7 separate regions of the Mus musculus genome follow, and regions 1, 2, 4, 5, 6 and 7 are each linked to region 3. A link is a contact called in public ChIA-PET, Hi-C, HiChIP or PLAC-seq and promoter capture Hi-C data. All regions are on one chromosome and are shown on one strand. Each heading gives the region's core, a stretch centred on a gene start, on an enhancer-like site or on the middle of the called end of the contact. The rest is flanking DNA. Distances are from core to core; before and after follow the strand shown. Region 1 holds the start of Rabl3 (RAB, member RAS oncogene family-like 3). Region 2 holds the start of Gpr156 (G protein-coupled receptor 156). Region 3 holds the start of Hcls1 (hematopoietic cell specific Lyn substrate 1). Region 4 holds the start of Wdr5b (WD repeat domain 5B). Region 5 holds the start of Kpna1 (karyopherin (importin) alpha 1). Region 6 overlaps Gm35833 (a long non-coding RNA gene). Region 7 holds the start of Ccdc58 (coiled-coil domain containing 58).

Region 1 (4,143 bases), core at 767-3,266, 600 kb before region 3:
ATGACGGATTTCCTAACACTTGATTGTGGCACAGAAGATGGACGAGTGAAGATTTCCCAACACCTGTAAAGATACAAGGTCTCTTTAGTCAGCTGAACATGGAACCCTAAATGGGACATTTATACCACCTCTTCCAAGCCAGGGAACATCTAACAAATTGTTTGAATACCTCCCGTGACAGGATCCATGATGCCATGCTACCATACTCAAAGGACTTTGGTGCCTACATGTAGGTCTGAAAAAAGCAGCTAACCACATGGTCCCAGACTTATCCTCTGAATGACGATGATGGTAATTCCACTTGCTTTCCTTCATCATGCCTATTAATTTTGAAGCAATGCTTCACCCCCTTTTAGATCTATTGGGCTCAGGCAATCTTTTCATTAACACTAAAGGGCACCTCTTCAAGAGCTAGGTGGAGAGGAAAGAGATGAGTCTTCTATTTTCATGGCTATGAGTCTTTTATTTGCGGGTGTGGAGTCACTCATTCATTTACCTGGCTGTTGTTAATTGTATCAAACACTTGGGAAATCTCTTTGTTGTGCAATGTTATATATAGACCTATCATTAATATTTACTTTTTATTATAAAAACTCTATTACCAAAAACTGAGAAAGTATAAAAAAAAAAAAACCAAACAACAACATCACCTTAGAGCACTATTGCCAGCCATATGACTTTCTCTATTATACCATGTTGTTATTGTGATCATATACAAAGTGTACTTAAAAACAAACAAAAGAACCGCATGGGGCTCAGTGCTTGCCCTACAAGCATGAGAACCCGAGTTGTGTTCACAGAACTGACACACAGCAGCCAGGCAAAGAGGCACACGTCTCTAATGTCAGTGCTGGGGAGGCAGAGAGAGGCAATCCCTGATGTTTGTTGGCCTGACAGCCTTAGCCTAGGGGCTCCAGGCCAAGGGGAGAGCTTGTCTTAAAGAAGGTCGGCGGCTGTAGTGGCTATTCTTGGTTGTCAGCTGGACTATATCTGGAATGAACTACAATCCAGAATTGGAGGGCTCACTGTGATCCTGATCTCGTGGCTGGGAGATTCAAGTTTCTGACCTGGATCTTGAGGCATAGTGGCTATGAATCCCAGGAGACTAAGACAAGGAGATCTCTGAGTTCAAGGTCATCTGGGACAAAGCAAGTCCCAGCACCAGGCAGGGAGGCCTACACCTTTAATCTGGGCTACACCTTCTGCTGGAGACCTACTTAAGGACATTGGAAGGAGGAAGATTCTTCTTCGTTTGCTTGCCTTGTGGGACTGAGCAACTGCTAGATCCTTGGACTTCCATTCACAGCTGCTGCTGACCATTGTTGGGGAGTTGGGCTACAGACCGTAGGTCATCAACAAATTCCCTTACTATAAGAAACTACCCATAAGTTCTGTGACTCTAGAGGACCCTGACTAATACAGTGGCAGAGGCAGGTGTATCTCTTCATTTTAGGCCTGCCTTGTTTATATAGTGAGTTTTAGACTAGCCTGATATACATAGCTAGTTCTACGTTAGTCAGGACTACTTAGTGAGACCATGTCTTACCCCACACCCACTCCCCAGCAACAAAGCTTGCAGTGGAAGAACTGGAATGTTTTTTGTGGCTCCTGGTAGGAGCTCTCCCCTCTCTGGAACCAAAACTTCTAGGCCAGCAGAACCTAGGGTTGTGGGGACAGGAAGCAAAAATTTTCCTAGAGGGTCACTAGGAGTGATAGTGAGTGGAACTAGTCCCTTTTCCACCCATAGACTCCGCGCCCCCCACCTCCCGCCACGCCACCACGTCGACAAAAGGAGCAAAGTCCTCTGGGAAGTGTAGTTTTAAGGTCTTGAAAGGAATTTCAGCTGTCGACCTAAGCGCTAGGCAGCTGGGGGGGTAAACAGCGAAGAGAGAGCGGTGTCGGGAAGCTCGGGCGTGTTGGTAGTCCCAGACGTGGGTTAAGCGGCTCACCTGAGTCTCCCAACACCAGAACCTTCACCCGATCCAGGGACGCCATCTTGCCACGATTTCCTTGAGGTTGACGCCCGTTCCTGGATTCTCACCAATCAGCGCAGGGCTTGTGGGCAGGGCAAATCATCTCATTGGTCGGTCAGAGCGTGACTGATCGAAAGCTTCGGGGTGCGGATTAGCGGGCGGTTTCCAAACCGGTCGCAGGAATTAGGCGTTCGTCCTTGTCTCGCAAGTGGCGTGGGCTGGCTGAAGCCGGTAGTTGAGGTGCTGAGGGCGGCTGTAGTGGGAGTGTTCGAGCATCCACTTGGGTAAACCTCATTCTCCCGTCCTTGTTCCCGGTTTCTGACCTGGCGTGGCATTTCATGGTTTCTTCTATCCGTCCCCTTCCTTGTCTAGTCCCCTCTCCTCGGCCACCTCTTGCTTTGGTCCTCTTCTTAGTCTTCTAAAGAACCATTGCCCCGGAGCGGCCCATGTGCGACCTCGGGTAGGACGGGCTTGGCGGCGTCGAGTGTGGCCCGGGAAGCCCCTGGGCGCGTCTGAGGGACTGTGGGGTCTCGGGGTCTGGACATGTCTGAACACAGCTGGTGGAGGGCACCTCGGTCCGGAGCTGTCTCCGTCGTAGGACGAAGGAATGGAGAGTTCGTAAAATACAGTAACAGAAAACTGTAGAGGCTCTGTAGGATCCACGTTCTTCTAGAACTTGGGAAGTAGTATTTAAAAATAGTCTAACTAAAAGGGCTTCCTGCACCCACTTTGTGTTTTTTTTTTAAATCCCTTTTCATCCAGCATAGTTTTTTCAAAAATCACAAGTTTAATGTAGTAGCTCCTTGCTTAAAGCAATTACAAGTTAAATTTAAAAAGAAAAAAAAAAGATGGCTTATAGCGCTCATTATTGGGATGCAGGTGTGAAACAAGTGATTTGTGTGGAAGCTGGCAGGATGGATATGCTACAAGAACACGTGCCCAGAGGATGTATTGAAAGTTCAGGTATCTCAGTAGAATATGCTAGGCGCTAGCATTAATGAACAAGAGGCCTTCGAAGTAGAAACTGTACAAATTCTGAGGAAATGCGAGGGAGAGTGTTGGATGCCACTGTTGGGGATTTGAGAAGGCCAGGAAACATTACCCAAAGCCTAACTACAGTAGGAGAAAGGTTTGGGCTTAGCTTTGAGGACTGAGGGTGGATATGAGGATGACTTTGCTAAAAAAGCAGAGTGGTTTGAACTTTTGATTCTCCCAGTTCCACACCAGGGGCACAGTGGTCCTTAAAAGTTTTTACAACTAGAATCTAGGTCTGGACTGGGTAAGGTGACGTTGGGAGATGAGATGCCTGATTACTGTGAAGAGAAGAAGATAAATGAAGACCACTAGCTACCACACCAAGAAGCCTCCACAGACAGAGAAGTTACTTAAGTGTCACCTGCCATAGAGACTAGCTAATATAGGAACATGGTCTGACTTTGGCCATTTACTTCCAATCTGCAAGAGGAGTAGGCAGTTGGGATTTATAGGCACCCAAGATTTTTAAATGTCGACAACCAATTCATAAAGTTGTTGAAAACGTTCTGTATGGGCTGTCAGTTTTAGAACTTGATTTAAGGAGCTTTAAGAAGCCCAGAGATTGAATACTCTTGATTTATCTTAATTGGGGATGTGGGGAAGGAGCAAAGCCCTGTGTGAGAAAGGCTCTTTAATTATTTTATATGTGAAGAAATGAAGGCTGTGGATTTTCTGGGGCTAACACTAAGAAGCTGACCTGGGATTTCCAAGCTTCAAACTATTGGCTGGAAGAGTATTGATAACGTCCCTTTGTACTGATTTTCAGGACACCCAGAGGAGTATCAGACAGAGGAAACAGGCTGAACAGCAAGTACTAGTCCTCTCCATGCAGGATGTTCATTTGAAGGATACAAAATGGTCATGGCCATGGGACAGATTAGAGCAATGATCAGGGACTTGTTGCACATTAGAGTAATCTAAAGGCATTTTAAAAGTAGCTGCGTTCCTAATCTGGCCCTTCTATAGTAACTGAAACAGAACTCTTGGAAATGGGGCCCAGTGTTAGTAGACTTAAAAATGTTGCCTAGGTGATTGCTTTACAGTCAGGGTTGAGAACCAATGGTCTGGAGCATACAGTGTCTGAGGTGGGACAGAGGAGAGCAAAGCAATGGAAAGGAAGTCAGAAAACAATAGG
Region 2 (3,844 bases), core at 238-2,737, 980 kb before region 3:
GGTGTGTCTGAGGCCGCTTCTTTTTAGTTAACTTCATTCCTTTGCTCATTCTTCCACTCTCTAGGACAGAAGTTGCTTTTAGCTATTTGCCCTCCTGGTCTCTGCTGAAGGACATTCCTGTTTTCCCAAGACTGGGCTTCTCTATTCCCAAGTTTCCATAAAGGCTTTGCCTCTGACCAGACCAACTCTAGGGAACAGAGAGAAGCTAAAGCTGGGGGCAATGATAGAGAAGCAGAAAGAATATGCCAGATACAGTGGTGGTCCTGCAGGGGAATCACACAGACAAAATGGGACCAGGGAGCCCCCTCTCTTTCTGAGAGAGTCCCAACTCAAGCCAGCCTGCCAAGGCACTTTATATCCCAGAGTCAAAGTGTCTACAGCCCCCAGACAAGTGATTCCCTCCTCATTTATCTGGATACACCCATTTGTTCCTTCTGCAGCAGTTAAAACTACAAACTTGGAAGCCTGGCTGGTGTTCCAACTCCTGGGAGAATCCAGCTATTGGTGGAGAAAAGGTGTTTCTCCCCCACCCTCTTTGGCGGCCTTGCTGCTTAATTAACACACCAACAAATATGGTGGTTTTAAACTCCCATCTGAAAACTCTTCTTTTTCAATGAAGTATTCACACTCTTAGCATCTCCCTCCACAGCTTGTTTAAGGAATACACTGGGAAAACAGGTTTATCAGAGGTACCTAGTTCTCATGCATCCAGAAAATAAACAAATGGGTAGAGTGGCTACACCGTCTTCCCTACACAGTTTAATCTCGAAATGTTAACAGGTAACAGAAAGCATTAAGGAAGTAGCACGTGATGCCCAACTTTCTAAGTGGAAGCCTCTACAACACGCTTGGAAACTGCTGCTGGTCAGATCCAAGGATGCTCAGGAGCCTGGGTCACTCCTCCAGTGCCCAGGAACAAAGCCTCCACACAGAACATAGGCGGTGTAGTAAAACTTTCTTCTCAGACTTCAGAGAGGGGGTGGGGGAACGTCAGCTCACCACCCTGCCCTCGGGGTGAGCTTGCACCTGCAGGGTAGATTTGGGGTCACGCTTGGAAATCACCCGAGTGTGGGAAATAGTTCTGAGATCTCCTTTTTGAGCACTTTGTTGCTTATTCAATAAAATAGAGAAGTCACACTGGGTTCACTCTCCCCTCCCCTTTTTCCTCCCAAATTATCAACGCCATCCCTGATGCGTGGCCACGCGCTCTTCCCTACTTTTTGGACTTCTTAAATCATTTCTGAATATCCTGCTCAGGTTTTGAATAGGAGAAGGGACTCCTGCCCTCTCCATTTCTTACTGGAGGTGTCTGTGTCCATAGGGAGGTCCTACAAAATCTGGGGTCTTCAAGGGCGCACTGTGCTCACCTTGCGGGGTCCCCGTCCGCAGAGATGCGCCGAGCCCGCGGCCGGGATTGGGACGCGCGTGCTCTTCCGGTCTCTGGTGGGCTCTCGGGTTTGGAAGGTGGCGGGAGGGACGCGGACCGCGCCCATCGCCTCGTAGACAGCCGGAGTGGCGGCTGTGCGGTGTGCGCGGTGCCCTGCGGGTCGCCTCCTCCTCTGTCTGACCGCCGTCCCTCCTCTGGCGCCACCCCGCGCCGCGACCGGACCCTGCGCTCGGCTGCAGGCCTCTCTACTCCGGAGTCCCTTTACTCCCGCATCCTCCACTCCTCCAAAGACGTCCACTCCTGTTTGAGCGGTTCTCTGGGCGACTTCCTGCTGCTGTGCTCAAAGAGCCGCTTGCAGCGCCGGTCTGAGGAGCCCTGTAGCCCGAGGATGCTCAGACCTCCGGAGCAGGTCCTGTGCCTGGTTCCTCAGTCTCAGATCCCGGTTTCTGGTTTTTTGTTTGTTTGTTTGTTTGTTTGTTTGTTTGTTTTGTTTTGCTTTGTTTTTGTTTTGTTTTGATACGGGGGGAGGTTATCCATTAGCTTTCCCTTGGCCTTTTGCATTTCTCCTTCCCTCTTCTTTTTCTTACTCCCCGCCTTTCCCTCTCATCTCTTCTTTTTCCTCATTCTTCATTTTTTATTTGGGCATTTTTTGATTCTTTACATTGAGCTTGTGTTTATTTTAGAAAGACAAGAATGTTGCTTATAATAGGAATGCGTGTGTGTGTGTCTGTGTGTCTGTGTGTGTGTGCATGTGTTTTCCCGTGACAAGGTTTCTCTGTGTAACAGCCCTGGCTGGCCTGGAATTCACTTTGGAGACCAGGCTGGCCTCGAACTCACAGAGTTCGACTGCCTCTGCCGCTGGAGGGCTGGGATTAAAGGCTTGCATTTCAAACACCACATTTTGACCACATATTTTAGGGACAGGAGGGGAGGGGGAACCGAGTAGGACTTCAGGGTTCAGATCACACATGGTAAGGAGGATTGGCTTTAAAATTTTTTAACCCCTCCCTCACTATTTCACCCAAAGGCTTCTTTTCACAGGAAAATACTTCATTGGAGAGGAAAATATGGGGAAAGAAATGAAGCAAACGTTTTATTCAGGACAATGCGTGTTTCTCACATCTTGTCCTGAATGTGAGACACTGAGCAAAATGTGAGTTTCTGTTCTGTGCAGTTAGATGCTGTCATTGGGGAGGCCCCCTTTGATTCTCCACTTTTGGGGTTACTCAGTTTAAAAGCCCAGGACAGGGATGTTGGAACAATGCCTCATGTGGTAGAGCAATCACTCTGGAAGCGTGAGGACCTGCTGGGGTTCCCCAACAAAAGCCTCTGCCTGTAATCTCAAGGCTGGAGGCAGCGAAGGGGACAGGCAGATTTCTGGGGTTTGCTGGACGGCCAGTTTACATTGGTAAGCTTTAGGTGCAGTGGGAGTGTCTGTCTCAGAATCACTGTGGAGCATAATTGAGGGAGACAACTACCATCAGTGCTCTGCACTCCACGTGTATGCACGCACAGTCACGTTTCTGGCACAGTCTTTCTCCATCACTCTCACTTCAGTGTCCAAAGCTGGATCTTGAGTCTGTCGCTCCCCATTAAGAATTTCCCCTCTGATCTCCGTTGCCTGTTCTCTTACCTCAGACTCCCCCAGAAAACAATAACCAGTTACTCTCACTGCTCTTCTATATCGGACTCCCTTTTCCAGCTTGCCCCCCCCTTCTCCCTCACCCCATTGTCCTTTTTCCATTGAGTTATCCCGCAGCCCCTCAATTACTGCGCACCAATTTTCATCTCCCACCTGGATCTACCATATTTACCTAAGAGGTGTTTCTGGAGACTCTTCTCTGCATTCCCACACTGCTGCCCTTGTTAAGTTTTAATTACCTTGGGCTGGATCATTTTAATAGTTTCCTAACAGGTTTTTTTTGCCTCCGGTCTCCCCACCATCAGCACAGACTTAAGAACGCCACTTTCATAATAAAACAAGCAAACCACCCCCCTAAGCTCACAGTGAGGCCCCTGTGCAATTCTAAGCCTGAGCTCTCACAATTGGGGCGAGCAGGCTGGCTTTCCAACCCTCGGTCCACTCAAGCTTAACTGCTGGGTTCTGAATACACACACCCTGGGTTGTCAAGCCAATTCATCTGTTTCTTTTAGTCCTCCCCACTTCCCTCATCCACATCTTTACCTGTTGACTTGCCCTTCCCCCCAACCTTCAATGTCTGAAGCAAATGCCTTGTCAGCATCATTCTTCCAGAGTTTATCATTCAGATCTGTGAGATGAGTTAATGTCTCCTTCCCAGCATTCTGTGTCTGTAACAGCGCTAGGTTGGGTTGTATGCCCCAACGGGGTGTATCTTCCTGTCACCCTAGCAACTTCCAGAGTGTACAAGACAAAGGATGCTTTTACCTCGGCATCATTCTCCCAAGGCACTGGCCACACATGCTTTTATTTTACTT
Region 3 (3,591 bases), core at 240-2,739:
CCTGGCTCAAAGACTCTGCCTATCCTTCTTTGTCGGGTGCCACCACCACCGAAGAGCTTCCTGGTACTCATTGCTCTCCCAAAGGAGACACCTTTACCCACTCATCCCCAAGGCTCTGCTTATCTAGGCCCCAAGTCTCCACTTTCTATCCCCATCTGGAAGCCTCCATCATTGCCCACATTTTATAATAACCTCTAGAAGATTAGCCCCGAAGACATCTGAGGAAGATAGGTTAAATAAAGATGTGGGAAGGAGTGGTGAGTTACCGTGGCCAGAGTCACTGTGAGCTATTAAGAACATCTGTGCCTCCCCCAGTTGGTATTAGCTACTAACAGGGGGTAAGACACATAAAGAGAACCTATGACCCACAGCTTAAGGCCTCACTTTGACATGTCCTGGCTCTCAGGCTACTCTACCACAGAAGGAAACTGGAAAGGAGAAGTCAAATACATTTATGAGCAATGAGGAAGCAGTGAGGTCCGATGGTCTCATCTTGCCTGATTCTCCAGGTCTCAGTTCATCTCTCCCATCAGCCCCTCATGCTCATGTTTAAGAGCAAAATAACTTACTATTCTTGTACTGTCGATTACTAATCAGGAAAGCTGCTAACTTAAAGTAGGAGGCTGGAGACAGGCAATGAATGCTGGGCATATCCAATACCTGATGACAGGACTGACTTATGGCATCCATAGGTGAGAGATCCATGGACACTGCAGTAATATGACAGCCCCTGTGAGACCCCTGTCTGTCACATGACACAGAGTCTATACTACTTAGTCAGAGACTAGACTAAGCCATCCATCAATATTAACTTCCTTGGGCAAGTCACTGATTGTTGTGATATTGTTTCCCAATGTTAAATAATTAAGGGGTTAACACAGTAGATCCAAAGCTCCCTCTGTAACACTCTGGGATCCCCACAGACATACAAAGTTACACCAGCTGAAGTCATGTTTGCATTTGACTCCTAAAAGCACTTGGCTCAGCACCAGTGTTCATTGGTGGTTAAATCCTGTCCCCTTACATTTCCCATGGGCATTTGTGTCCCTGTGAGGCCATACAAAGGCACACTTTGTCCTCATCTTCCGTGGGTCGCCTTCAGGTTAGCACACTGGGGCAGCCACCCTTTAGAATGGGCTGTGTAGATCATCAAGGGCATACTAGGGCCCAGGGTCCTAGATATGTGCTCAATCATGCTCCCCGAGTGCAGGCCATTTCCTTGTTCCCATCCTCAGATGTTCATTGTCAACCACTGCACACAGTCCTTAGGGCCATCAAGAGTTCAGCATCTATTAGTAAAGACCTCCCTTAACAAGGACTAAGTGCTATGTAGACTTCTTTTCCATACTTCCCTGTGCTCCCAACCCCTCACAAAACCCCCAGCTCAGAGCACCCACCTTTACTGGTTCCTGGTTACGGCTTTTCACATCTACACCAGGCGCCCCCTCCAGCGGCTGCCACTTCAGGGTAAGTAACAGAGCAGCTGCTCCAGTTCCGTTTTCAGGTTTTCTGTCATTTCCTGCCACACTGTCCTCACAGCTACTTCCTGAAGTTTGAGTCAGTTCCTTATACTTTGAGTACTTAGAAGGGTTAAGTGTTTCTGTGTCTAGTATTTTGCAAAGTTTTTCAGGTCACGGGAAAGTTATAAAAATGACCGTGGAGACACATCCCTTATCAGTTAAGACACAATAAGAATGCTGCAGGACTGCTCTGTGTCCTACGAAGGACAGTTGCATCTAAGTAAAAGAATTCAGAACAAGGCAGGTGTGGTAGTGAACTTCTGTGATCCCAGCACTTAGGGGTACCCTGGGCTACAACATTGTTGTAGAAGCCTGGTCTGAGGAAGGAAAAATGTGTGTGTGTGTAGTCTGCAGCAATCAAAAAAAAAAAAAAAAGGCTTAGTGGAAAAATGATCTGTATGTTAATTTTGAAGGGAAGTCTTAAAAACAATTTCTCCTCCTTGCTTTCTGCAGTACCTGAGACTCACACATAACTCACGAGGAAGGGAGAAGGCAGAACGTGGAGGGAGAAAACTCCCTAGCTTGATGGGAGGCTGTGTGGAGTCTGAGCTCACTTACAGAGTTCTGACTACTGGCCTTCTCTAAGCTGGTGAATTGAACTCTGACATACTCTACACTGTCAACATCTGCAGCCCTCCCCTTCTAGCTTCAAGTCAAGACATGCTCAGGTGACTTGTTGAGCCAATGAAATAGACCCTTTCTGATGTGAAGGCCACTGAGAACTTTGCTATGCTTTTACTGGCTGCCTTTCAAATAACCACCTCCCTGCTTCCACCCTCCATTCCTCACCCACCCCCGTCCCAAGCATGGCTCCTCTGGCAGCCTGGAGCACTGACAGGCAATAAAGATAATGAAAATAAAGTTCCAAGGATCTCTGGTTGAAAAATAATCCTACTAAGAACTTGCTTTTGCATCTGAGCCTGGCTCTCCTTATCCCAGTCATCTGTGGACTCTGACTTGCCTGGCTTACAGAGAATGAACCCACAAGGGTCCCAGGTTGGTGAAACTAGACAGAAGGGAACATTCTGTACCAACAGAAAGCATCTAAAGTCACTTCCCAGGGGATTGATTCTAGACTTGGAGCACTTTATTTGTTCTAATAAGGCTATTTATAGTTGAGGAATATGTAGAAAGGGGTAGCCTTAAATTAGGGCTAGACATTGTACCTCACCACACAGCAATGCACAGAACCATAGAACTTCAGCGATGACACCAAGGAAACCCACTTCCCCCTCACAAACACCCCATGTTCATCCCTGAGCAGAACAGTGCTGACATACAGTGAGCGTTGAAGCCAAAGAGAACAGGTTCCCATTAATCCTCTTCTACCCTGTGATACTGGGTCAGCTTTTCCCAAGTGGCAACTTTGTATAAGAGCATGATGTCTACCCAACCCGCATGAGCTATGAAAAGTCTCCTTCTGCACTGTGTTCAAGGAGAGCTTGTTGTTTTAGACACTCTTGCTATGTAGCACAGGCTAGCCTTAACTTACTATGTAGACAAGACTGGCCTTGGACTTATGGTCCTCCTGCCTCAGCCTCCTCAGTGCTGGAATTACAGGCAAGTGCCACCATACTTGGTGGTCCAATACTTTCAGAGTTTTCTCAGAACTATCCACAAGGCTTCACAAATTTACATCCTATGGTTCTGCTCCTTTAACCCAATCTCAGGATGGATTTTCTAATCTGAACCTCATCTCCTTTGGCTCCAGCAGCTGAGGCTAGAAGGATGTTCACAGCCATGTGGTGCTGGCCAGTGAGATGAAGGAGTCTCAGAACTTTCTCCTCCAGTTGCCACTCCTCCATCCCTCCCATAGTGTGCAAACACAGGCATGTAACTTCTGTGCCAACAGATAGTCTCACACAATTCCTTATTCTGAAAATAATTTTATTATTTTACAGTAGTTAAGGTTTTGGGATGTTGTGACTAAAATTTTCATCACCACAGAACAAAGGGCTGATGAGTGAGTCCAGCAGTTCACTCTTCTTTAGGGGGTGAGAACAGGAAGGGAGCACATCATGTCCGTAAAGGGGAGGATCGACACGGTGGGATCCATCCATTCCTGGCCACT
Region 4 (4,084 bases), core at 914-3,413, 890 kb after region 3:
ACATCTCCATTAGCTTGTCCTTAGGCTAGCAAGGTGTCTGGTATGCGGGTAGTTTCTGCTGTTAACACTTCACTGACTCTCACACGCCTCCCGAGAGCTAACATGACACGACATTCTAGCCATCAGACACGAGAGCTCTCAGTTAACAGCTGTAACTTTAAAGGTACCACGTGCCACTGTCTGGGAACTTACGGAGACGCACATATGATGGAACGCTGCCTATGGCTTCAGAAATCTAATGGTCCATATGCTGTCTAGCTATATGTACTTTCTGCCTTTGCTTCATTTTAGGTATCAAATGCTTTGATTTTTGTCACTTTCATATTTATCATCAAAAAGCACTGTGTGTGTTGTATGTGTTGGATAGTTTATCATTCATAGAACAAACCGGACCATGATTTATTGTCCCCAACTTGACAGATTAATTTGGCAATTTGATGCCCAATCATATTGAATAACAAAAATATACAAGTGACATGTAAAATGTCTCCAATCCTCTCATTGCCTCCCTAATGTCACTGCCCTTAATGACCTCCCAAACCAGAGGCTACACGTCCCTCCTCCCCTGGGTCATCCTGTTGTGTCACCTTTCCAGATATTCCAAAAACCTTACCCCCCTGGGAAAGCCAGTGAAAGAATGAGGCTCTGTCCAGGGGTGAGCACAGGAGATTCCTAGCAGGCCTCAAGACTAGGATTCACAAGCCCTAAGTCCTAGACCTGTTTTTACAAGGGTCTCACTTTGCAAAGTAAGATGATTCAGACTCAAGGACAGTTTAAGCTTTGCCAGAATCCAGAGAGACCATCCTTTGGATTTTGTGTCTAACTTGGCTTTCCTCATCGCCTGCCAGAGACTTCAGCAGTCACTCGACCACACTTTAATTGTCTTGTCATTTTCTAGTGCTGCTGATGCGATGATGTTTTTTGTAGGGTGACAGGCTGCTGAGATCACCACATCTGTGTGACCTTGCAACCTCTGTACAATCTCTTTAGTCTGAAGATTCCAGATGTAAACCATGTTGTCCTCTGAACCAGACACAACCCACTTTCTACCAGTAACCGAGAAACTGGCAAATAGGCAGTATTTCTCATTCTTATGACCAGTGTATGTCTTCAGGCATCTGCCCCTGCTGTAATCCCACAGTTTAAGAGTATTGTCCAAAGTTGCAGTGAGAATGTATTTACCATTTGGAGAAAATTTTACAAAAGACACTGGAGGGTTGCCTTCATCAGCAAGTGTCCTTAAACACTGGCCTGACGCAGCATCCCAAATTCTACAAAGCCCATCATAGCTCCCGGACACTATCAAGGACCCATTACAATTAAAATTTACGGCAGAAATGGGGTCCGAATGTGCAGACAAAGTCTTGAGGCATTTTCCTGTTTTTACTTCCCATATTTTCACACTCTCATCAAAAGAGCCCGAAACGATGAGGTTGGATGGTGGGTTGAAGTCACAACAGAAGACGAAATCGCTGTGCCCCTTCAGTGTTTTCAGACATTTTCCAGATCTCATATCCCATACCTTTAGAGTCTTATCATCTGAGGCTGAAACTAGACGACTAGAATCTGAAGACCAGGCAACATCTGATATTTCCAGACTGTGACCATAGAGTGTTTTCTTACAATTCCCATCGTATGCTCCCCAAATTATAATTAGTGCATCAGCTGCAGAACTCGCTAGCCATTCGCCATTAGGACTAAATTTAACTGATGATATGGCCGCCGAGTGCCCCGCAAGAGTAAGTCTGAGAGCATAGTTGGGTTTCTGCGGCTCTTCCTCGCGCCGGGGGGCAGAGAGAAGTGACTGTGCTCTCTCTGCTGGCAGATGCTCGGTCGCCATAGATCCGGCTCTATAATTTGCGCGGGCTTCCCGCCCTGAAACTTACAGAAGTTAAAACTTGCGGTTGGAAGGCGGATGGTTTTGATTGTAACATGGGCTCCTCTATAAGGTCCGTTCCCAGTCAGCAACGAAGTTTGAACCACTCCCCGTCTTGCTTTCTTCTATAGCATCACGGATCACAGTGATCCTGGGATCCGTACTCGTGTCAGATGCTGTCAAAGGACTAGGCCGATCCGCGGGGGTTCGGGGCTGCACCTTTCCTCTTCCACGCCCTCCGCAGCTCCAAAATGTCTGGGAACCTCAAGCAACAGATGACGTCACACAAAACAGGATTTATGAGAGGCTCAAGTAGAGCCCAGGACGACGCTAGGTACGCATCCTGCCAGGCTGCGCACGCGCCGAAGGAGACATGCATTTTCTTCCGGTTCTCCAGGACAGGAAGTTGACACTGAACCCGGTTTTTTTCCCTGAGAGAGCTGGGTGCAGGAAAGGGCGCAGCAGGCACTTCATGAAGGCTGTGCATATTGAGGGTACCTCTGTCCACACCCACCCCGACTGAGTTTAGCTGCCAAGATTATAATAATAATAGCTGCCTGTGTGTGTACTTTGCGAATGCAATACCTACCCTCAGGGTCAGGAGTCCCATCATCCTGGAAATGGAGTTACAGATGGTTGTGAGCTGCCTGTAGGTGCTGGAAGGTCCTCTGGAGAACTGCCAATGATCTTAACCACTGAACTACATCTGAAGCCTGGACTACGGTGACTTCTGATATAGAGATTATATCATCAATTCAAAAACTTTCCATTTTTATTAACTCACCTAAAGCACATTGAATAACAAATTTTAGGCTTTATTTCAAGTAAATATATATTTTTCTAATGACTAGAAAACCAAAAGGATATAATGGGTACAACCTAGGAGCTAAACCAGGATGGTGATGGACCTTTAGTTCACTACACACACAAGCACGAGGGACAAAAGATGCGCAGACTTGGTACGTTGGTAGGATTAAGACATGACTTGAACTTTGAAGGGTAAAACGCACTTTTTGATGTGTAGGATACCTTGTGTATAAATAGCATTGGGGACTCCCAAAAAGAAAAGGCTGTAAGTAAAACTGTTTGTCGTTACTCATGGTCTAATATTAACAAACTGTCCTAACAAATTACTAGGATCTGCTTAGCTCTCAGGAAGGAGATTTGGTGACAGTGTTCACCAGGAAATAGTAATCCTAAATGGCAGCAAGCAGAGCAGGATCCTGAGCTCCTAAGCAGTAGCATGTCTTCCTTTAAAAAAAAAAAAAAAAAAGATTTATTTATAATATGTAAGTACACTGTAGCTGTCTTCAGACACTACAGAAGAGGGCATCAGATCTTCTTACAGATGGTTGTGAGCCACCATATGGTTGCTGGGATTTGAACTCCGGGTGCTCTCAACCACTGAGCCATCTCACCAGCCCGCATTTCTTCCTTTTACAACAAGCTACCCTTCGCGTAAGGGGACCTCTAGGTTTTGCTTTGTTCACTGAAAAAAAAAAAAATCAAAAATCTGTTTCTCCTTTAAAAAACCATTTAAAAAAAAAAAAAGAAACATGTGCCAGACTTATATGGTCTTCGAAGATTACTCCTATCTGGACTGTTTTAACTGGTTTCCTCAAAGCAGCTTTTGGGAGTAGAAATCCAGTTCCCAAGCCTCTACCCAATCTGGAAAACCTATTCAGACTAAACAGGAAGGACTGAGCACCGCCTGTAACTGAGTAGCTTTAAAAAGCTGCGCTCCCGCGCGCGCGCGCGCACGCACACACACACACACACATATCGTGCTATCCTTGTAAAACCACATGCTTATAGCTTGCTGCCCACACCACTCCCCCCGAGCCCTGCACTATTTTGTCCTCAACACTGGTCTTTTGTGTTTTATTTCTCCTTACCTACATAGTTCAAATTGTTGAAAGCCAGTGTTCCTTATTACAGTCCCTGTTCTGGACTTCACTGACTTGCTTGGGCTAAGGGAATATGGGTAGAGATGTGTAAACACTCTGCAAACACTGCAATCACAAACGAGCATGTATACTCTGTAATTTTCAAATGTGGGTCAAGTTGGAATTATGGATCAAAAAGCAGAATATTTGCCTAAAATTCTCAAAGCTGCAAATTCGGCTCTCAGCAGCACTCAAGAGTTGCGTGTGGTGGTGCCTACCTATAATTTCACCACTCCGCATTGGAAGCATGGGGGGCCAGTTC
Region 5 (3,542 bases), core at 762-3,261, 950 kb after region 3:
GAAGAGCAGTCAGTGCTCTTACCCACTGACCCATCTCACCAGCCCAAAACAAGCTATTTTTAAAACTAATACTGTGTTCTTCCGTGCTTTCATTTATGCTAGGAAAAGCTAATATCTGCTTCAAAGTTGCTGTAAATTTGCTTTTATTTCTTTACTTCTTCTCAGGCCTCCATCTTAAAATTGTATATCACATAAACGATAATCCGCCAAGAATAAGTTATTTCAGCAAAACTAAAAAGCTAAACCATTCTCAAGTTCCTTTCAAAATTTAGACCTTTCAGCCTTTAAAATGGAGAAAGGAGGTCAGGTGTGACAACACACGTCTTTAATTTCAGAATTCCAAGAGCAGAGGCAGGTGGATCTCTGAGTTCAGTGGCAGCCTGGTCTATGTAAGAATTCCAGAGCTATGTAATGAGACCCTATCTAAAAGTAAGTATATAAATAAGTAAATGTTGTACACATCATGAATACAAATTTATACTAACACCCGCACGTGCAGGCATGCTGTAACCCCAAACACTTGAGAGGCTGAGGCAGGAGTGTTTTGAGTTCAAGACAACCAATGTAATGCTAGGCCAGCCATGACTAAATAGTGAGACTTGTCTCAAAAACAAAGAAAAGGCAACCTACAGGCAAGAAGGTTGGGACTAGTTAGTACCTACTTTGATATCTAGACTGATGGAAATTTTGAACTGACTGTGTAGTTTCTGTGTGACTCTGAAATCCTGCCACCCCGAAGGCCAGGGCAGGATAAGAAGCTCAAAGCCAGCCTACCAAACAAAACCCAACCTCAAAAAAAAACAGGCTGGGCAGTGGTGGCGCACGCCTTTAATCCCAGCACTTGGGAGGCAGAGGCAGGTGAATTTCTGAGTTCCAAGACAGCCTGGTCTACAGAGTGAGTTCCAGGACAGCCTGGTCTACAGAGTGAGTTCCAGGACAGCCAGGGCTACACAGAGAAACCCTGTCTCGAAAAAAAACAAAAACAAAAACACAAAAAAAAGAGGAGGAGGAGGAGGAGGAGGAAGGAGGTGTTTGACGGAACTCTTTTAAGAGGGAAAAGGCCAGACAATAGTGTTTAATATCTCAAAAGCATTTCTCGGTGGCTGATTCCTATAGTAATTTACCAAGCCGAAGTTTAAGCCTTAAAATCAATTCATGTGAAACTTTTCATTGAAAAGTGGTTTGGAAGCAGCTGCATTCAACCCACACATTCTTTCTTGCCGATGTCCCTGATCCCAGTCACCCTCCAGTTTTCTGCTCCCAATGCGAGCCTCAGCTAAGGCTTGGCGGTTTCCCTCGCATCGCCGGCTCACACAGCCGACCAACTTGTCATTGCTATAATTACCACACCCCCGTCAGCAGCTCCAGGCCCGCGTAGTTATGACATCTGTAAACTGCAAGCCTCCCGTCTCCACCCCCACCTCCCTCCAAACACCGGCCCCGGTGGTAACCTGCCAACTCCCCGATCGGCCCCGCACGCCTCGGCCTCAGCCACCGCACTCCGCGCCGCCCGCCCCCGCCCTCAAGCTAGCGCGGCGCGCAGACTCCGCGCCGCCGCCCGGCGCCCCGCAGTCCCCGACGCCGCTTCCACCGCCGCGCCGCGCCGCGCCGCCCCGCCCCGACCGGCGTTCCTCACGGCGAGCACCAGCGTTCCCCACCCCCACCCCGCTCCGCCGCCGCGCGGCCGTTAGGACCGCCGGGCCCGTGACGCACCGGAGCGACGCGAGGGTCCGGTCCCCGGCGCGCCCGAGCCAGCTCCGGCTTCCGCCCGCGTCCGCCTTCGCCCCGGGGCCTCCCTCGGGTCCGCGGAGGGGGACCCAGAGCCGCCCGCCGAGGGGGAGGGGCCGCGAGGTGCCCCCACTCACCGGCTCCAGGCGACCGGTCCCGGTGCCACTACGAAGAGGGAGACGCTCGCTCTTGGCCCGCCCGCTGCGCCTCTTCTGCGCACAACCTTGACCAGCCGGCGCGCACCACGGCGGCGCTCACCAGGCCTCGCTCTCCGCTGCCGCTCACAGAGCCGCGAGACCCAGCTCAGCCGGCGTGCGCACTGCGCCTGCGTGCGGGGGCCGGCCGGCGCGCCTGCGTGCGCTTCTCCGCCGCCTGCCGCAGGGGCTGCCGGGAAGCGGAGTCTCCGAGCGTGGACGCCCTAGGCTAGCGGCGGCCAGGGAAAAGGCGGCGGCCAGGGCGTGGGTCTCTGCGGACCAGGTTGGCAGTCAGTAAAAGCGCAGACATATAGAAGTTATGGAAACAAACTTGTCCTTACTAAGCTCTTCCAGAATGGACGGATTCCCCCTCACATCAATATAGCTTCCCTCTCACATGGTAGGTACCTCACAGCCGAGCATGCTTATTGGATGAATGATGGCATGGTTGGAGGCTGAGGGAGTATTACAAAATACGTCAGTGTCTCACGTTCAAAGAATTCACATGCAACCCGTTTGCAGGAACTTTCTGGGTATTCTCTTCAGTTCTCACCCATCTTACCCGGTAATTTATTAGTATCATATAACATTAAATCGCTTTTTGAGCCTAGCATGACGGTAACGCACGCCTGTATTTTCAGCTCTAGGAAGTCTGAGGCAGGAGAATGGCGAATTCTAGACCAGCATTACTACGTAGAAAGACCCCTATCTCAAAAACGGCAATTTCCAGCGAAAATATTTGCGTTGCTATGAGAAGGCACGCTAAAACAAAATATTTAGGGAAATGACTTAACCGTTACATGATAGAATTTTTTTTTCTTTCTGGGGAGTAGAGCGGTGGCTTCAAAGGAACACTTTAAGACAGCAAGTAGAGGTCACAGGAAAATCACAACCACAGGACACGGTTTAACAAGTCAGTTTAAAAGGAATACTGAGGAGCACCGGACATGAATCTGTAGAACCCCCGAAGGGAGACCCTCACTCAAGTCTCAGGGATCGCGAGCCCAGAAAGCCACAGTCACGCTTGCTGCAAACACACGAGGTTTTTAATGGCACACAAACCAGCATGCTGAGGTCGAGACCCATACACCACGCAGGGGTAGAGGAGTCTGACCCCAACCCTATTTTCCAGCAGGTTTATAAAGGTAAAAACCAGAACCTAGGGGGAGGATGGGAGAGGAAACAGGGGAAGTCTAGGGGCGGATATTTACTTCAAGGCACCTGGGACATTGAAACATTTTGTGGTTGTTTTTCCCAAGAGTTCCAGGGAATTAGGCCATCTGGCCGGGGGCGGGGGCCCATGTTCTCAGGGCAGTCATTATTTTATTTTTTTACTCTTCATTTCCCCACTTCTTCTTGTGAGTAGCTCTAATCTTAGAGCGACCCCTCTTCTTCTTTCGGCAAAGTCAGGTACTGTTGTCGGAGCACCATTACCTGTACAACACTAACCCTGTCTTTTACAAAAGCCACTAACTTATTAAGAATGCAAGGTCCAAAAGTGAGCAAAAGCAAAAGGATGATTAGGGGACCGGCAAGGGTAGAAACAAGGGTGGTAAACCAAGGAGACTTATTAAACCAATTTTCAAACCAGCTCTGTCTATCTTCTCTTTCCCTTCTGCG
Region 6 (3,798 bases), core at 1,256-3,755, 750 kb before region 3:
CAAGACCAGAGAAAAGCCTCTTCAAAACTGTTCTCCTGGCTGTAGGAAAGTCAGCCCCTAAGCATGCAGTCTGTCTGTCTGTCTGTCTGTCTGTCTGCCTGCCTCTGCAAGCCCTTTGTAGCCTCTCCCCTCTGCTCCGCTGCAGCTTCGTTTCTGTTCCGTACCTCCAGCCGACTCCTGTGAAAATGGATCTCATTTGAAGTTACATCAATACCACAGGATCGGTGACCCTGTGAGAGAGGCCCAGAGATGAGCTGGGGACGGTTTGTGTGGAAAAGTGAGAGTCTTAGTCATCAGTCTGAACACCGGAAGTGGAGGGGTTCTGTAAGAAAGAGCTAAGTACAAGCTCGTGAAACAAATGATACAGAGGTAGCTCAGAGAGCACGTGAGCTGGCGGTGGTGGGCGAGCACATTCTTCCTCTGCCTGTTGTTCCATCTCCAGATGTTGCCTTCTGGGTTCTTTTGCTTTCCAGTCTAGACAGGACCCTGGGAGCTTGCTGCGGTCATGCCTTCTCCTCCCAACCCCGCCTGCCTCTCCCTCCATCCCCGCTCTGTGAGAGATTACCTTCAGTGTTTCAGAACACGATTCTATTCTTTAATAAATGCCGGCAGAGGCAAGACAGTGCCGGGCCACGCTCTAACCTAGATGGTAGCCTCACTGTTAATCTTTATAACATACCGCACCTGCTCCCCCGCCCCCCGGCTCTCCCACCCCCACCCCCCGACAGTTTTGCTTATGTCTTCTGGTTTTTACTGATTAGAGGTGGGAAATGGTAGCCCTTCAAGGTTTCCACTTGGAAGTCGCTGATAAAGATTTAGCCATAATGAGCCCCCTTGCCCGACCTATACTTGCCCAGACCCCATAATTTTAGAAACATATCTTATCCACTCGCCTGCTTGATTACATCTTTCCCCAGCTGCTCCACTACTTGACCACAGTGCTCCTGTCTCCACGGAGCCCCTTCCCCATCTCTTTTCTTAGAGACCCGCCTCTCTTCCCTACCTAAGGAGCATTTCCGTCTTTGAATTTGAAACAGCATTTGAAACAGCTGTACAAGGACACAATGTTTAATTTAGGAGCTGAGTCTGTAGGAAGGGGTTCTTTGTTAGTTTCCAGAGTGATGCAAAGCTTAATTTAGAATGCAATGTAACTTTCATTGTTGTTCTTCTGGAAGTCAGAGCGATTATGGATTGTGCTGCAGAGGCAGCCTGCCTGATGATGCTCCTATTTGGCAGTACTGGGGGGAGGGAGGAGTTGTGGCAGTTTCATCTTTTATTCTCCTTCAGAGATACTGGAGAGGTGTGCAATGGGAGCATTTATATTCAGGGCAGACCTGTCTCATTCAGTCTTTGTAGCCGGCCAAGGCCCTGCAAAGGGTGCTGTTAATGCTGGATTGAGTCACATTGACTGTTTGCCCTCTACCTCCTACCTGGATCTTACACGTAGCCCTATTAGCATCTGGAACTAGGAAATGAGAGAGAGCAGCCGCCTAGTACTAGCAAGGCAAGGACTTAGACAAGACCTCAGCTTCCTTCCGTTCTTGGCTCCTGGAGAAAGCTAGCATGGCTAACTCGAAGGGTATCATGCCCTATCCAATCTAATTAGTTTCTTCCTCTCAGGGACTCATGTGACTATTAGTGGAATGGGAGGTGGGGCCATGGGATTAGGAGGGCCATCAATTAGGAGAGCCATCAATTAGGAGGCTACAATAGTCACACCACCACAGCATCAGATTTGAGAGAGAGCATGCCTCCTCAGTGCCTCTTTGAGCTTCAGGCCAAGCAGCTTCTGCTAGTTGACTGGCATACAATCTTCCGGCATTTTACAAACATGCTTAGCCATGTTTTCTAGATTCCCTAGGGTCTAAAAGCCCAGGAAGAGAATGTAATCTCTATTTTCTTCAAAGATACACACACACACACACACACACACACACACACACACACACAAGTAATTGCAAGTTTGAAGAGAAATACAAGGTTCCCCAAGAGAAATGTTCTGTAAATAAAGGTAGGTACTTGGCCTGGGGTGTGGTACATGCCTTTAATCCTAGCACTTAGGAGAAGGCAGAAAAATCAGAAATGCAAGGATAGCCTTGGATACACAGTGAGTTCAAGCCAACCTGGGCTATATGAGGCCTTATCTCAAAACAAATGAAAAGGAAAAAGTTCTGGCCCCCCCACACCCAGAGAACCTGAACCTCACAGATCAAGGGAGAGTTAGGCAGAGAGCAAAACTGCTTTTCCACTTCTTATCTGGATCACAGCAGTCCCTAACTCTAAAAATTCCATTGTGCTCTGGAACTGTTCAGGAGACTGTTGTTCAAAAATCAGAAACCCCACAACTGGAGTTATCCGCTTTAAGCTGACAGTGCCTTCTCTAAAATACCCAGGAGACCCAGTCCTGGAAGTTAAGAGACAGACCGAAGTCACTGTGGGGTAGCAAAGGGCCGCTTATGCAAAGACAAGGACTTGAAAGATGCGACCTCACGGCCACGTGGTGGCGGACTTCGCCATTTTTGCTTACCAGCGTGTTTTAGATTTTATTCAAAGTGCGGGGCTTTGATGTATTTGTCTGGGGGTGGGCTCACCCCCTTGCATTTTTCGTAGGTTTTACTAGTGACTCGAGGATAGTGAAGAGAAACAAGAAAGAAACTTAGACACAAGAAAGTCAGGAAGACAAAAGAAAGGCACGGAGCCCACAAGAGCCTGGGAAACCGATGAGAGACTTAGGAGGAGGGGGCGGGGGATTTGAGTCTACAGACTCCGGAAAACCTATTAAGGCGTCCTGGGAGAAGGTCGCTGGGTCCTTCAGGGTGGGAATCAGGCTGTCCGGGTTGAAGCCTCTCGGGATTAAGAGCTGAAGAGAAACCACAAAGGTTCATTGTTTTATTTGTGCCTTGACTTGGCTCCTGACCATCGGATCGCTGGAGTTCTGATAAACGTCCTGAGCTCCCCCTACTGGCTGCCCTGAAGAACGTTACCATCTGGATCCCAAGAGAAATAGGATTACGTAACCCCAGCTTTGACCACTTAAGACTTTTATTTTCTTTCCCAAGGTCTTGGCTTTTCCAAATCCTGCTGCCTAATGCCAGAGCTTAAATGCCCTGACTGATTGCCAAGGTCCCAAGGCCCAGAGGAGGCAGTTATGAAGGGGCCATGCTAATGGGAGGGCATGCAGGAGGGTAGCCGAACAGACTTTTTTTTTTTTTTTTTAATATGTGTCACGCAAATAAAAGTGCTGCAAAAATTCCTAAAAAGGGGGACTTTTTCTGAACTTTCATCTTCTTGCCTCAAATGTGACGCTGGCATTAAACAAGGCCTCTTTGCTTAGGGGGCGGGCCTGCCGGGTCTAGATAGGAAGCCATCCAAAATAAGCCATCCAACTCCATAGCAGCGAAGACGCACCCGGCTCTCCTTTCCTTCCCTCTCCCCTCGGTCTTAAGCTCTGCAAAAGACAGGAAGAACTGAGAACAGCAAGAGCAGAATGTTCTCTGAAAGACAGAAGAAAAAATCTCTCTCTCTCTCTCTCTCTCTCTCTCTCTCTCTCTCTCTCTCTCTCTCCCTCTCCCTCTCCCCCCTCTCTCTCTCTCTGTGTGTGTGTGTGTGTGTCTGTCTGTCTCTCCTCCCTCCTTTCCTCCCTTCCTTCTTCCCTCTCCTCATTATCTCTTCCTTTCTCTCCCCTCCCCCTCTTTGTCTCTGTCTCCCCCTCCTTCCCGGCCTCTCCCCCTCTTCTCTCGTCTCCTCTCCTTAAGGTTGATATTAAACAAGGTAGAAGCCCTGTCCTTCCTAAAGGAC
Region 7 (3,635 bases), core at 153-2,652, 860 kb after region 3:
GCCCTCTTTTGGCCTCTGCAGCTAATGCACAGATGTGGTGCACAGAAATACATGCCCACAAAACACCGATGCCCATAAAAATAAATGTTAAAAAAATACTTTTGGCCTAATTATTTACCAAATAAATCAATTTGGTGAGGTTATCTTCAAGAATACCACTACCTACAAGCTACTCAAAGTATTACGGTTACTACAGATAGGGAAATGACATGTTTAACAAATTTTACTATCTCTACTTAAAATACACTTTTAAAGGTCATGTTTTTTTGTTTTTTTGTTTTTTTGTTTAGCTTCAACTCTAATTTAATAGCAGAACCATCATTGTGAATTGATCAACATCCGGATCGTTATTCTTGAATTCTTGGTTAACTATTCAACCTTTGAAATTTTTAGTACCAAAAAAGACACATATTTGACTTAAGTGTTACACCTTCTCTCGGGATCAAGAAGGCGATAGCACAGACCAAGTATTTGACTTAACCCTCCCCCAAGCTTCCAAATATTCATTGTATCGCACCACACACATAAAAAGGCACTATGCCAAATACTTTATCAAGTACACAAGGTCTCTTTCACTTTTTCTCTCCCACAAAATCTCAACTTAGAAGTAGGGGAGTTTTGGTAGAAGCTGGGAATGAAGTTCGGAGAACTACTGAACTATTAACTATCCCTACCCACAGCTTCAGAGCTCGGCCTGACCGCTCCAGAATGACCCGGTGAGCCTCCGGCACCTCCTACGCTGAGCACCTCCGCTTTCCAAGGCCACCCCCAGCCCCCATGACCTCCAAAGGCTCCCCTATAAAAAGCTCTGAGCAACTTGCTTTTCCTACAGTTTGTCTATCCTCCCTTCCCGGACCAAAGCACCGACTGGGACGTGGGGACAAAAGGCTGGACAAGCTTGCCACGTGTGGAAAACCTCATCACCTGGAACTCGGCGAACTCTTCACAGTTCACACTGCCACTGGGCGCCGCCATATTGAACGAACACGAGGACCCCCGCAGCCGACCAATCACCGTGGAGCAGAGGTGTCCGCGGTGCTGCCTGACAGCAAATACCGTGAGCCCGGGCGGTTGCCTTTCCTCTCGCTAAGCCTAGAGCATCGGGTTGCTAATGAGGGATGAGCCCCTCGAAGAAGCGTCGAGAAACTAACGGCGTTTGGGGAGGTGAGGGTGGGCAAGCGGTGAGAATGACTAGATGTTTTTAAAAACATAGCTAAGTGGAAAGCAGGCTTCCTTCGGGCATTCCCGAAGCCCGGACGCCATAGGGCCCTGGTCCCGAGTCCCTCCGCGTGTGTGACTCGCTTGCACAGTCCTAAAACACTACTCAGCGCTTCGCAGTTGGCAGACATCGCCCTCCCTCCTCCGCCTTCATCATGCCCGGGCAGGCAGGGCGTTTGGCCGCATCCTCCGCTCGTCGCGCACGTCCCGCACGCCCGCTGCGTCACGCCGGCACGCCCCGCCCACCCCGCCAGCGCCCTCCCCACGCGGGCCCTTGGTGACATTGAGCGCCAGCGCCGCGGCCGCCGTGGGGTGCTGTGCGTCGGCGGAGCGGGTGGCCATGTGGAGCCTCGGCGGCCTGCGCCTGGCGGCTGGTGAGACGCGGGTCTGCGGGCGGCAGGAGGGGGCATCGCCGGTGGGGGTGTCCTGCTTACTGCAACCGTGTGAGGACCGCAGCGCCTTAGCAGACGCGGGGGGCTGGCCGAGACCCTGGTATCTGGCGCTCATTCACGCAGCTCCCATCTTAAGTTAGTGCCTTGATGCCTCCACCTGGTCCCCATCCTCCTGTGAGCTCCTATTAAGAGTTATCCACGGAAGTAATGCTTTCCACCCTGACTTTCTCCTATCCGTTATTCTACTTGTGCCTTCCTACTTGTCCCTCCCTCTTTAGGTGAGGGACTCAAAGATCTCACAGAATACGAGTAATTGTTGCCTTAAGTTGTGGGTGGTAGTACATACTTTTAAACAATAGTGCGGTAAGTGCCGGGACTCTCTTAGGGGAAAGTGTTATGCTAATAACGTAAGGTCTATAGCCTGTTTTCTCAGTAAACATTGGAGCGGTTGAGTGTTTTGGAGTCTGGTAACGTGAACGTATCCCGCCTCGGGGAAATCTAGAGAGCCTTGAATTATCAAGTTGAGAAATCAGAGAGTTTGCAGCTTGTATCTTGAGGGTCTTTAGAGGGTAGCTTACCTTTTGATCATCTTTATGAACTTTCATGATCTATCCTTTGTTCCATGGCATCAAATTACTACAGAGTTGTTAAATTTTTAGAGAAAGAATAGCTCCACGTTTTGTTATTGGAGTAATGTATATTGTAAATGTAATTGAAGCAATGCAAAAAAAAAAAAATAGTACATGGAGAATAGTTGCGTAAAGAGTAGCCGGTGAAGAGGTTAGATTTTACCGACTGAAAGACCTTTCAATGGGTCAGCATTGCTTACACCCTTAAAAACTCACACCCACTCTGCTCTAGAAAGAAAACGGAGAAAGAGAAAAAGCACTCATTCTTTTACTGGTTTTGATTTGTATCAGTTAAGATCTAATCATCTAAAATCTCGATGTGCATGTTTATTAAGTATTACAAAGTTTTCAAAAGAGCAAGCAAAAGAATCAGCAACCTGTGAGTTATGTGAAAGTCACTTAAACACTGGCAGTAGTTACTTTTCTAGACTGTAGCACACGTCATGGAAAGCTAAAGTGTCTTGGAAGATTTCTGATGTTTTGGAACTTCTCTGCTGGGCCTCTAACCAAGACAGACTTCCTTGCACAATTTAACAACAATTTTACTTCCGATGGGGAATGTTTTAATAGCACACCAAGGATGTTATGGGCAACGACTGCCAGGTGATCTGTGAGTGTCTGGTGTGTTGTGAGCACCTTCCAGTGATTTCTTTTACTTTTACCTATTTTATTAATAAAAGCGCTTTCTGATTTACATTATCTGATTTCTACAGCGCCCCCCTTGAATCTTATTCCCTCCTGTCTTTATAAATAAACATAAATCACAGGGCTAAATAACTTGTGTAGCACCACCTGGTGATAAAAGTCAGCACCAAAGGAGGGCAGTGAGTTTGTGTTATCCGAGTTCCTTGCTGCTGTTGATGCTGCTGCTGGAATATGCGCATGTGTAAGTTAACCATCTTATAGCCAGATGGAGCTTTTTTGTTTTCTTTTGGGACATTCACTATGTAGCTCCGGCTGCCATGGACCTCACTATGTGGACCAGGCTGGTCTCACAGATACCCTCCCCGGTGCAGCTGGGGCTCCTTAAGGTGAAATGCAGATGTGTTTGTGAGGTGGACATACACTTTCATACACAAATGGACTTTCAAGAACCAACTGCGATTTGATAAATAACATTGACCAAGTGTGTGGCAGCTCAATTAGAAATGTAATCTAGGCATTGTTTTCTTATTCAGAATACTATTCAGAATAAGGTCCTCAATTTAAGCAGTGGAGCTGTGCGTAACCGCTTCCTTTGGAACTCCTGGGTGGACTCCCTTCGCAAACAGCCTAGAGGGTTTATGGGCTTTAGTTGCTTGTTGCATGAATGTAGTTGTAGATAGATGCAGGTCAAAGTTGTTACAGAATTGCTACAGGTGAGAGGTCTTGTGAGCTTCTGAAATCATGTTCTGAC

The links. Promoter capture Hi-C pulls out the DNA fragments that hold promoters and counts their contacts. Hi-C and Micro-C count contacts between places; a contact is called where the count stands out from the background. ChIA-PET counts read pairs in DNA pulled down with a chosen protein or histone mark. HiChIP or PLAC-seq counts read pairs in DNA pulled down with a chosen protein or histone mark.
Region 1: a contact with region 3 is called in an RNA polymerase II ChIA-PET map of memory CD8 T cells, with 23 read pairs. The contact joins the promoter of Rabl3 here to the promoter of Hcls1 in region 3. A contact is called at or near these places in 2 of 39 promoter capture datasets (both in liver), 5 of 484 Hi-C or Micro-C datasets (B cells, CD4 T cells, CD8 T cells and 1 more), 1 of 115 datasets of contacts at active chromatin or transcription factors (memory CD8 T cells) and 2 of 9 other capture datasets (adipose tissue and pancreatic islet).
Region 2: a contact with region 3 is called in an H3K4me3 HiChIP or PLAC-seq map of bone marrow-derived macrophages, with 4 times the contacts expected there. The contact joins the promoter of Gpr156 here to the promoter of Hcls1 in region 3. A contact is called at or near these places in 2 of 39 promoter capture datasets (hippocampal neurons and liver) and 1 of 115 datasets of contacts at active chromatin or transcription factors (bone marrow-derived macrophages).
Region 4: a Hi-C map of B cells shows a contact between it and region 3, with 14 read pairs. The contact joins the promoter of Wdr5b here to the promoter of Hcls1 in region 3. A contact is called at or near these places in 7 of 39 promoter capture datasets (the 3T3-L1 cell line, the HPC-7 cell line, embryonic stem cells and 3 more), 2 of 484 Hi-C or Micro-C datasets (B cells and bone marrow-derived macrophages), 7 of 115 datasets of contacts at active chromatin or transcription factors (the 230-238 cell line, T-cell acute lymphoblastic leukemia, bone marrow-derived dendritic cells and 3 more) and 2 of 9 other capture datasets (adipose tissue and liver).
Region 5: a contact with region 3 is called in an RNA polymerase II ChIA-PET map of memory CD8 T cells, with 38 read pairs. The contact joins the promoter of Kpna1 here to the promoter of Hcls1 in region 3. A contact is called at or near these places in 3 of 39 promoter capture datasets (the C10 cell line, liver and pre-B cells), 2 of 484 Hi-C or Micro-C datasets (B cells and CD4 T cells), 4 of 115 datasets of contacts at active chromatin or transcription factors (T-cell acute lymphoblastic leukemia, bone marrow-derived macrophages, memory CD8 T cells and 1 more) and 1 of 9 other capture datasets (liver).
Region 6: a promoter capture Hi-C map of liver shows a contact between it and region 3, with 4 times the contacts expected there. The contact joins the enhancer-like site here to the promoter of Hcls1 in region 3. A contact is called at or near these places in 2 of 39 promoter capture datasets (hippocampal neurons and liver), 1 of 484 Hi-C or Micro-C datasets (cerebral cortex) and 2 of 9 other capture datasets (embryonic stem cells and liver).
Region 7: a contact with region 3 is called in a promoter capture Hi-C map of pre-B cells, with 5 times the contacts expected there. The contact joins the promoter of Ccdc58 here to the promoter of Hcls1 in region 3. A contact is called at or near these places in 9 of 39 promoter capture datasets (the 3T3-L1 cell line, 3T3-L1-derived adipocytes, the C10 cell line and 5 more), 3 of 484 Hi-C or Micro-C datasets (B cells, Th1 cells and double positive thymocytes), 9 of 115 datasets of contacts at active chromatin or transcription factors (the SCID.adh cell line, astrocytes, bone marrow-derived macrophages and 5 more) and 3 of 9 other capture datasets (adipose tissue, liver and macrophages).

What each region holds. Positions count from the first base shown.
Region 1 is chr16:37,537,767-37,541,909 of GRCm38.p6, reverse strand. Rabl3 (RAB, member RAS oncogene family-like 3) reads right to left here and starts at 2,016. Exons shown (of 8, transcript NM_001042499.1): 1 at 1,950-2,016; 2 at 1-63. The coding sequence starts at 1,995. It overlaps Gtf2e1 (general transcription factor II E, polypeptide 1 (alpha subunit)), which reads left to right and starts at 2,121. Exons shown (of 5, transcript NM_028812.4): 1 at 2,121-2,257.
Region 2 is chr16:37,914,139-37,917,982 of GRCm38.p6, reverse strand. Gpr156 (G protein-coupled receptor 156) reads right to left here and starts at 1,487. Exons shown (of 10, transcript NM_153394.2): 1 at 1,368-1,487.
Region 3 is chr16:36,932,881-36,936,471 of GRCm38.p6, reverse strand. It overlaps Hcls1 (hematopoietic cell specific Lyn substrate 1), which reads right to left and starts at 1,489. Exons shown (of 14, transcript NM_008225.2): 1 at 1,398-1,489. It overlaps Golgb1 (golgi autoantigen, golgin subfamily b, macrogolgin 1), which reads right to left. Exons shown (of 22, transcript NM_030035.1): 22 at 3,387-3,591.
Region 4 is chr16:36,039,269-36,043,352 of GRCm38.p6, reverse strand. Wdr5b (WD repeat domain 5B) reads right to left here and starts at 2,163. Exons shown (of 1, transcript NM_027113.2): 1 at 379-2,163. The coding sequence starts at 1,840. The coding sequence ends at 854.
Region 5 is chr16:35,981,832-35,985,373 of GRCm38.p6, reverse strand. It overlaps Kpna1 (karyopherin (importin) alpha 1), which reads right to left and starts at 2,011. Exons shown (of 14, transcript NM_008465.5): 1 at 1,866-2,011. Gm15564 (a long non-coding RNA gene) reads left to right here and starts at 2,045. Exons shown (of 2, transcript XR_001781900.2): 1 at 2,045-2,322.
Region 6 is chr16:37,684,033-37,687,830 of GRCm38.p6, reverse strand. It overlaps Gm35833 (a long non-coding RNA gene), which reads right to left. Exons shown (of 3, transcript XR_876061.1): 3 at 2,533-3,448. Among named protein-coding and RNA genes, the nearest start is that of Gm35833, 5.2 kb to the right of the region's middle. Within about 2 kb of position 2,505, at least 216 of the 459 cell types and tissues checked have an H3K27ac peak or open chromatin away from gene starts, as enhancers often do. A contact at or near this core is called in cerebral cortex, embryonic stem cells, hippocampal neurons and 1 more, where this site is marked.
Region 7 is chr16:36,069,427-36,073,061 of GRCm38.p6, reverse strand. It overlaps Ccdc58 (coiled-coil domain containing 58), which reads right to left and starts at 1,402. Exons shown (of 5, transcript NM_198645.2): 1 at 925-1,402. The coding sequence starts at 975. Fam162a (family with sequence similarity 162, member A) reads left to right here and starts at 1,501. Exons shown (of 5, transcript NM_027342.2): 1 at 1,501-1,592. The coding sequence starts at 1,559.